Regions from separate parts of the Mus musculus genome. Here region 2 is linked to region 1. A link is a contact called in public HiChIP or PLAC-seq data. All regions are on one chromosome and are shown on one strand. Each heading gives the region's core, a stretch centred on a gene start, on an enhancer-like site or on the middle of the called end of the contact. The rest is flanking DNA. Distances are from core to core; before and after follow the strand shown.

What was found. HiChIP or PLAC-seq counts read pairs in DNA pulled down with a chosen protein or histone mark.
Region 2: an HNF4G HiChIP or PLAC-seq map of pancreatic cancer cells shows a contact between it and region 1. The contact joins two enhancer-like sites.

What each region holds. Positions count from the first base shown.
Region 1 is chr10:19,148,336-19,153,126 of GRCm38.p6, forward strand. The region is part of intron 1 of Gm20139 (predicted gene, 20139); the gene reads left to right. Among named protein-coding and RNA genes, the nearest start is that of Gm20139, 9.0 kb to the left of the region's middle. Within about 2 kb of position 1,981, at least 25 of the 459 cell types and tissues checked have an H3K27ac peak or open chromatin away from gene starts, as enhancers often do. A contact at or near this core is called in pancreatic cancer cells, where this site is marked.
Region 2 is chr10:19,530,288-19,535,078 of GRCm38.p6, forward strand. No RefSeq gene overlaps it. Among named protein-coding and RNA genes, the nearest start is that of Gm33104, 46 kb to the left of the region's middle. Within about 2 kb of position 2,609, at least 28 of the 459 cell types and tissues checked have an H3K27ac peak or open chromatin away from gene starts, as enhancers often do. A contact at or near this core is called in pancreatic cancer cells, where this site is marked.

The DNA.
Region 1 (4,791 bases), core at 731-3,230:
CTTAGTGGGTCTTTGAAAGAAAGCCCAAATGGGAAGGCTATTAGCTTTCTAGTGCTGTCTTAGCTAAGGCACTCTAACTAGGTACTTTAAAACAACTACAGTTTATTCTCTCAGAGTTGTAGAGACTAAAGTCTGAGATGTGGGTGTTGGCAGGGTTAGTTGTTTCTAAGTTTTAAGAGGGAGACTCCTTTCCATACTTCTGCTAGCTTTTGATGGCTTCAGCCAATGTCTGGTTTTTCTTGGCTCCTGTCTTTATAGAATGGTTTACTCTCTCTCTCTCTCTCTCTCTCTCTCTCTCTCTCCCTCTCCTTATAAGGACACCAGTTTTATCCCATTAAAGGCCAACTGTATTCCAACATGGCTTCATTTTAGCTACTTGTATCTATAATAGACTTATTCCTGAAATATTGTAAAATCTCAAGATTCCAGAAATTATAAATCTTTAGAAAGATACTATCCACACAGTACATGAGAGAAGCATGAATCCTTTGCGTGTCATTGTTTAGAGAGCCGAGAGACAGCATCTGGAGAGAACAGCTAAAAGGATACGGAGACATAACTGTAACAGGGAACAAATATCCAATCCAATGAGGAAACTGAGGAAAGTTTAAAGAGGGAACTGTTTTAATAAGAATAAAGGGAGAAACAAGTGGGTGGATAAGCACCCCAGACTAACAATGCAAGGACCCCATCTTTAAAACTCTGTTCCATTTTCTCTGAAACAAACCTATCAGCCTCCACAACTGGCCTGCCCCTTGCAGCTTCTCCAGACCTGGCCCAGCATCCCCTGCTACCGAGATGTTGCCCACCTTTTCAGTGCTGCTTAGCATTCAGGTCTGTACAACCTGGAGTTAGAGGGGGTACACCACCACTGAAGAATAAGGAATGGTTGCCAGTTGATGCACGCACCATATTTCCAGCCCAAAGACTCGTCTCCCATGGGTTTCATAAGATTCCCCAGAAGATTCTGAGGAGTTAGTACCAGTTGGCAAAAGCAGTGGCCAGCTAAATAACTCATCCTTGTTTCACTTCAAACCTCATTCATGCTTCTGGCCTCTCATTCCTGTTCTATGACATAATTTCAGAAATAAGCCTGGTGTGTTCAGAAGTTTCTTTTGGTGCAAGGGCTGTGGGTAACTGAGAGGAGTAGGAGGAGACAGGAAGAGGTGGAAGTGGACAGGAATAGGTGAGTATAGAGAAAGAATAGAGAAGAGAAGGCTATTGTCTTCTTCCGAGGAAGTCACTGTCAACCTTCAGGACAGCAGACATATGGAGCAGAGATATGCAGCCAAAACTCCAGAGAGCAAGGTTAACCCGGTGTAATTAGATCTGGCCACAGAGCAGGTGGGAAGGACAGAGATGACATGCCCATGAGCCACCATCCTTCACTCCTTCATGTCCAGCTTCTCATCTGCTAAAAGTAATTAAAATGCCAACCTTACAGGAGAAAGATTTTGCCAAGTTTCCAGATATATTTATAAAAGTTAGCTGTTTTCAACTATTGTTTGAGTTAGTTACTCATTTTTACTTAGTTATAGATACTAATAGCTATTATTAATAAACAAAAGAGACATGTCTATAGCTGCCTCAGTAGTCTAAAAAATTCCTTTAGTCATTAGAAATTTGTTTAAACATGAGAGTGCTTTTCTTATAGCTGGAAATTATATATTTTATAATCTGTCTAATTTTTCATTATTAACCAAATATCCTCAAGCGAGACATGAACAAGTAGCAAACTGTCTAAAGTGTTCTCCAGCTGGCTTCACCCTTCAATGGTTTTCAATCAAAATTGCTGCCAGTGAAGCAATTGACACTCAGACTTTAAACAACACTGACTGCTGATGGAGATGAATCACTGGGGGAAAGGCCTAGGTTTCTGGATCCTTGGAGGCTTTTATTGAACTCCTGAATTCAGTGAGCTGCATCCAATCTCACTGGCCAGATGACCTGTTTTGAAGCCTGGCTCAAGGGGACTTCTCAAAGGGCTGTTCTCGGCTGTGTTAAACTCTGAGATGTCCTGACTCACGATGTGTTAATACAAGGGTTAGTAGAGCTTTGCCTGGGAAGCAATCCACCTCTAGCATTCAGGAGCCTATGGCTTTGAGAATTAGAACCAGTGTGATCCTCTTCTTATCCTTTGAGAAGTAGCTTTGTAATACTTTTGGAATAATGGTACCATGTAAAGGAAATGCCTGTCCTGCCTTTAAACTATCTGTCTGTCTGTCTATCTATCTATCTATCTATCTATCTATCTATCTATCTATCTATCTATCTACCTGGGTCTTAAACATGCTGGCCAAGCACCTACCACTGAGCTAAAACCCAGAGGAGTCCCCTAATTTTATGCCTCTTTCTCAAAAACATTTTTAAATGGGAGTAATTATGACAAGGGAGAGAGTATTTAATGAGAGGGAAAACAGGCACAAAATTTCTGATTCTTGTTTTTAGAAAGGAAACCAACGGTGTTGTAGCATACTAGACACTCAAAAAGAAGAAAGATGTATTATGAAAATATTGTCTTTGCATTCTCTCTGGATTATGTAGTTGTTGAACCCTATGATTAATTTGTTGAATATTTTGTGGTTATTGCTTTGTTTACACAAATGACTGCCAATTCAAAGTCTCACCCAGAAGAGCTAGCCAGGGGGCATTGATTGTAATGGATATGTACTAATCTTAAAATAGGGGTTAGACATGTGGGCTAGCAGGACTCAAGTATTACAAGTAAGCCTTAAGCCACAGGAGACTTTAGAAAATACTCACATAGGACACTTGTTCCTATGAGCCTGTATTCTTAATCTATTTTCAATGAACAGAGAAGTCAGGTGCCAAGAACTGCATTTTCAACTAGGGGGGTATGGAAGGTCCTTTTGAAAAGAAGCATTAGCTGGAAAAGAAAAATCCTGTTTATAAGTTGAGATTGGGAAGGGGTTCTTGTAGTACAATTGTCTTTGGGACTCAACTACCATACTTATTAATTTATCTATAATTGATCAAATTTGCATACCTGTATTGAGTTCTATTGAGTTCAACATATTTAGAAATGTGTAAGCATTGTGTGTCATTGTTTAAATCCAGTTGGTATATGTTCTCCTCATACACTTTTAATTTTGTGCATATTAGTAACAAATCTGTGATTGGTGATTTTCCAGAATATGAAATGATGTTACTAGCTGTGGCCATAATGCCATTCGAAAGATCTAGAGAGCTTATTCTATCTCACTGAAATTTTGTATCCTGTGGCCACCATCTTCTTGTTGTAAAATTCTAAGAAGAGATTTTCATTTCAGGAGCTCTGGAAATTGAGTTCATGTCTCACAATCCCATGCTTCTTGTCTATACATTAGCAAGTACAATCTGTCACAGAATTGTTGGTGCCTCCCTGGAGCTTAAGAAAATGTTTTCTTAAAATGCTGGGAAAACAGGCAGCTCTATGAGTGAACTCAGTCTCATTGAAAGTGGTATGGTGGAGAATGGCCCATTGATTTGATGGTTCTTAAACTTTTATCCTAGGTACCTAAGGTTTCTCTGTGTAACCCTGGCTGTCCTGGAACTCACTCTGTAGACTAGGCTGGCCTGGAACTCAGAGATGTGCCTGCCTCTGCCTCCCAAGAGCTGGCATTAAAGTGAGTGCCACCATTGCCTGGCTTAGAGTTGTCTCTTAAGATCTTTTCTCTAGAGGTTTGCAGATGCCCTGCCAGGCCTTCTAATAGGTATACTCTTGCCCACTCTCTCAAGTTCTGTCGTAACTAATCTTGGGGTCTCAGAACCCACTCTCCTGTTTTGTTTGGTAATGTGGAAGTGACTTGTGATGGTTTGTATATGCTCAACCCAGGGAGTGGCACTATTGTAAGATATGGTTCTGTTGGAGTAGGTGTATCACTGTGGGCTTTAAGACCCTCATCCTAGCTGCCTAGATGCCAGTATTCTGCTAGCAGTCTTCAGATGAAGATGTAGTACTCTCAGCTCTTTTGTACCATTCCTGCCTGGATGCTGCCATGTTCCCACCTTGAATGATAATGGACTGAACCTCTGAACTTGTTAGCCAGCCCCAATTAAATGTTGTCCTTATAAGAGTTGCCTTGGTCATGGTGTCTGTTCACAGCAGTAAAACCCTAACTTAGACTTGACTCTATGTGTTTCATTAGCCCAGATTTGGTTTTCACAAGACTGTATTTAAACCCATTTCAATACTGTTCTCAGAAGAGTTCCATCACCTAGTGTCTTATCTTACCTGATTTTCACATTTAGACTTGGATTCTTTTATACCCACGCTCCACTCTTACTTCCTGCTCTCCAGAGTATTTCCTATGATTTCTGTTTGTGTCCACAATACTTGCTTTACAAGCCTTGTCCTCACTAATATGGGTTCTCCGAGTCTAGTGACAGTAGTCCCATCCCCTCATATTTTCCTAGCATTTAGTGTCTTTAGAGAGAGTTCTTCACAGGAGGAATGGGTGAATGACTGAGTTTACGGCTATCAAGGGGAATTCACAGAAGTGTTTGTTTCTTTTGAAGCGGGAAAGTATTAATGGTGTCGGGACTCCCTTTTGTAAGCCAGAGAACTGCAGTGGGAATTCACTGTGGTAACAGAGGCATGGCCAGAGGCAATGTGAGCCTGAATCCAAAGAGACATCACCATGAGTCAAATGTGGGTCTTGTTTTTAAAATAAGGGCAATATCAGAGTTAGTAATACAGTATACTATGCAGTCACAAAAGTACAAAATGAAGAAACAATCCTTACGTAGGAGGTTGCTGCTTTCAGAGCTAAGCAAAATATGGGCAAACTA
Region 2 (4,791 bases), core at 1,359-3,858, 380 kb after region 1:
TATGCACAATTCAAACACGACACACCACAACCTCAAGAGCAGGTGTGCTTATAAACACCCTATAAGAAGTTCACACAGTGTATGGCCCACTTCCTGAGCACGTGTTCTTCCGTTGGCTCACTAGCCTACTTCTGTCTCCGAAGGCTTGTCCTTTTCTTAATAAACCATCTCTATGTGGCTATGATGTGTCTCTAGTCCAGTTCTTTATTGCAGCACACACAAATCCAAATATTTCAGCAAATTCATTTTGCCTGTTGCCTAGGGACTCAGATCCCCATCTACCCATGGCCACTGAGATAGAAGCCTGGATGTGTCAGTCAAACCATGAGTAGTAGATACCCTGAAAGGCTCTTTACTATTAAATTTATCCAAGCTAATCCATTTCAAAATAAGACATTGAACAATGCTAGTGAGTGAGTTCTTCAGAGAAAGCATGAGAAAAGAAAACAGTAATAGACCATGGTAGCAGTGGGTGTTAAACTCATGAAGAAAAAGAGACAGAACGTGAGCTTGAGCCTGGTTGGGGTATAGCTTGGTAGTAGAGCACTTGCCTACCATGGGTTTCAATCCCCAGAAAAGATGAGCTTACAGAGGATTCTGAAATTTAGGCAGAGATATGCGTGAGGAACAGAGAGAACTCTCTAAACCTACATAATCCCCTGAAGTCACTCAATTAAAAACCAAGTTATTATATTGGATTATCTAAAAGTAAAAATCCACTTACATTTAATCTTCAGAAATAACTCACTCATTATGCATTCAAGTCTCCACAGAGGGATTTGCAAGCCAAGGACAGTGGCCCAGAAAAGCAAAACCTACCTCTTTCCTATTACAAGTGCACACTCACAAATCTGCAAGAGTTTGCAAAGGCAGCTTTGAACACCTCTTTCAACACCCAGCTTAAAAGTATTCTGTAATATGGTCAATTAAAAGCTGCTTCTCTCTGAAGAATGGCAGGACTCCCAGCTCTGTGTGTGGAAACCCCGGCTCTGTGCTACAGTTGTTGTTGTTGTTGTTGATGTTGTTGTTGTTGTTGTTGTTGTAAACTACATAAGGCATGATTGCCCCGCCACCACACACTTAGGTTATCAAAGCTTGTCATGGTACCTGTTACAAAGCATGAGTGGGTGCTTAACTTTTTTCAGCCTAATTTGTTAACTCATCACTCAATAAATAGCTGATAGATGATGAAACACCTCTAGAGTATGTGACACACTAAGATAAATTCAACAGGAACAGATATGCATGAGCCCCACCCTCAAGGAATTCCCAGGCTATTAGCAAGGGCTGCAATCAGAACACAGTTAGAGCAAATATTCGTGTACTTGCAATTCACAGTTCAAAGGTCAGGTGCTGTGTTCTATTTACCTAATAAGGCATTTGCCCAGCCTTGGAGGCTCAGGAAGCTTGAGGAAGTGATGTTTTGGACTTTGATCTGAAGAAAGAATGGCAGTTAAATAAGTAAGGAGGGTAGAGACTCATTCCTGGTAGGCAGTCCCACACCTGCAGTACTCTTAGGGTAGGCCAGGAGTGAGAAGGCCTGGTTCCTTTCCTACAGCTGGTGGGCCTCCAAGGAAGAACACCAAGGTCATTACTTCCCCACTCTTTTACGAGAGTATTATCACTATTAGTTGGCGCATGCCACTGCAGTAAAACTGTCTAAAGTGGGATTTTTTTTTTAATTAAATCATTTCTACTTGAAGCTAATACTAACTAAGTCTCTTAGTGATGGAAGAGACAGAGTCCAAACTGGCCATCTCTTGTCACCAACTGAAGCTTCTAATACCAGGACTGGGTTGCTTTCAATTGAGTTGTTGGCCAAGAGGTCCCATGGAGATCCCTAAACAACCCAGGCTGTTGCTAAGACAAACTCTCCTCAAACATCCAGGCCCCATTGCTGAGAACCACACCCATACAACTCATTAAACATGGAGAAGTTGAGCTGGGCTCTACATGGATTCACATCTACTCCCTTTGGTGAGAAGAATCTTTGGTGTGGGAAGATACTCTGCAGGTCATCAAAAGAGAAACTTAAATACCAACCTGTCCATAAAACTTTTGATCTCCAGTCTATCCTATCTGAAAAACATTCTGGGACAATGGTGACATAGAACGTGTGGAAGTAGCCAAACAATGTCTGATTGACTTAAGGCTTGATCCCTGAGACAGAACCCATACCCAAACACTACTGGTCTTTAAAAAAAGAAGAAAAAACTATCATTAAAATTACTCCTTATGATATTGTGCTAAACTCATAAATCAGAGTCTTATCCAGTCAGCATCAGAGAGGCTTCCTCTGAGGGCAGATAGGAACAGATGCAGAGACCCACAGCCAGACATTGGGCAGAGAGAGACCTTGAACATCCAGCTCTCAATGGGAAGTTTTAGTCAAATCCCTTCCCTCACAGCTCAGAGAACCCCACAGAAGGGGAGGTGGAGAGTGTAAGAAACTGAGGGTACCGAGGTCCTGCCTGAGTGTGAGGGTCCTGAGGAAGGAAAGAATGGGAACAGAGCTGATGCAGTAATGACTCAGAGTCAGTAATAGACACACACTGCTAGTTCAGGTCCTCTCCTGTCCCTGATGATTCTCAGTATTCGTTATTTAATTTCAGTTTAAGCTTAAGGGTAAATAAACATAGAAAGTCTGAACCCAGTCTTGTGTTTACTAAAGCTACATCATCAAGGCTTTGATCACTGTTAATAATTATCGAGAACTCATAGATTTACATAAGCTCTATGAGTCCCGGATCAATAATCCCAGCCCCCTGTTTCCTTAGAGCAGAACCAAGCACAAAACAAAAGCACATTTAGCCTTCCACAGCCTGTTTTTATGGACATCTGGGCACAGCTCTTCCAGTTTTCTGGTACAGCAGACAGCAGCCTTTAGTAACTTCTTCCATGTAAGAATAGAAAAATGACAGACTACTAAAGTTAAAATGATACCTTACCAAGTTTTGAATTTATGTAAGTAATACACTAAAACAGTTAGCTCTCTCTAATACCTTTCCAGGCATTGATATCTTCAATTCATCAATCAGCTAGAATAACAGAGCACTAACTTTTTATATGCGTCTACATCATCTTTTAAGTCTCTAATCTTCATTTTCTTATCGCAGCAATGCTATAACCTCACGTACTCTCATTCTAATACTATATATTCCTAAAATATATATAAATTTCTATTTTTTCTATCCATACCCTTTCTTCCTGAGATCACTCTAACTCTCTGTCCTCGATATCTCTGAATTCGTTCTGGCTGATCAGTGCAGCAGTCATTGAACCAGAGGGTACATGTACTTCCCAATGATTCCGAAATCATTCAAGGCCAAGTCTGGTAATGAAGCATTTCCTAAAAGGACCATGTAGGCTTTTATGACACTTGTGATTATATTGTCTAGATCATTTCCCATGGTCCTGAAGGCCTGTCCATCATCCATCATGACCACCTCCATTCCTCATTCCTGAAAATCACATCAGTTTTGATTACTATGTCATGATTAGCTCTGAGTAATGGGGGTGGGGGGAGTATACTCCCCAAAAAGAAAGATTGAAAGTAGAGTAGTAAAGACAGAAGATCAAGTTTGGGGCAACAGCAACCATGTACACATGTGGGGGTCATAGGATCAACAGCCTGGCAATGCTCCAGGTGGAGGAACTGTGTCACACCTCCCCTTATACAGTCATGCCAGACTGGGCATGAGGGGATGGAGGACACCAGGAGAACAAGGCCCTCTGGATCAACTGAGCAAGAGTAATATGACTCATAGAGACTGAAGCAGTACACAAAGAGCCTATATAGTTCTACACCAGGCTCTCTGTGGATATATTACAGCTATTAGCTTAGGGTTTTTATGGGACTTCTGAGTGTGAGAACAAATGGGTCTCGGATTCTTGTGTTTGCTCTTGGAATCTTTCCCTCCTTTTGTACTGGCTGCTTTGTCCAGCCTCAATATAATAGTTTTTTGTTTCACCTTGTTATATTTCATTTTGTCAAGTGTGGTTGTTATCTTTTAGATAACAAGGTAATAAGAGACAGAATGGGGAGTGTATCCGAGGGAAGCTGAAGTGGGGAGGAACTGGGAGCAGCAGGAGTGGAAATTGTCATCGGCATTTATTGCATGAGGTAAGAACCTATATTCAATACAAGAAAAATAAAGGAATAAAAGTGTTTCTACTCACAGTTCACACATTTTAAATTACGGGTTTACACAAAGAAACAATCAGTGCTGGATGATCGCATGAGCTATACCCTTTATTGACTGGGTAGCTTTTGACTAGCCATTTAACTTCTCTACATCTTGGTTTTTACCTTCATAAAATTAGAAGGTTAATCCACAGGACATCTTGGGAGTTCCATTCAATGCTGAAGATTTGAAAAGATGTCTCTGAGTGCTATAAGGTGTGTCACCTAGTGATACAGGTGGTGTCCACTTATTAGATTAGCCTTTCCTAAATCACTTAGCCCCGTGGCCCACAGTAACAACATCCACCCTGGGGGTTAAACCTGATTCACAATGAAGAACACAGATGTTCTGCCGTGTGGAGGTCTGTGACCTTCTTTTTAAAGAAAATTGTGAAATTATATATACATATGCTTTAAAAACCTAAACTTTATCAGAACCTTTCTAAGGATAATAACAATATGACTTTTGCAAGCATGGGGTATTATCATTGTTTATTGTTACTAACTCAGACATAGTTAGACAGGCAGTTATACTAACAACTGACCTGAGAACTTGAGAGGACTTTTCTCAAGAAGTAAGGTGTTGGGATCCATTCCGGTTGGGGCCA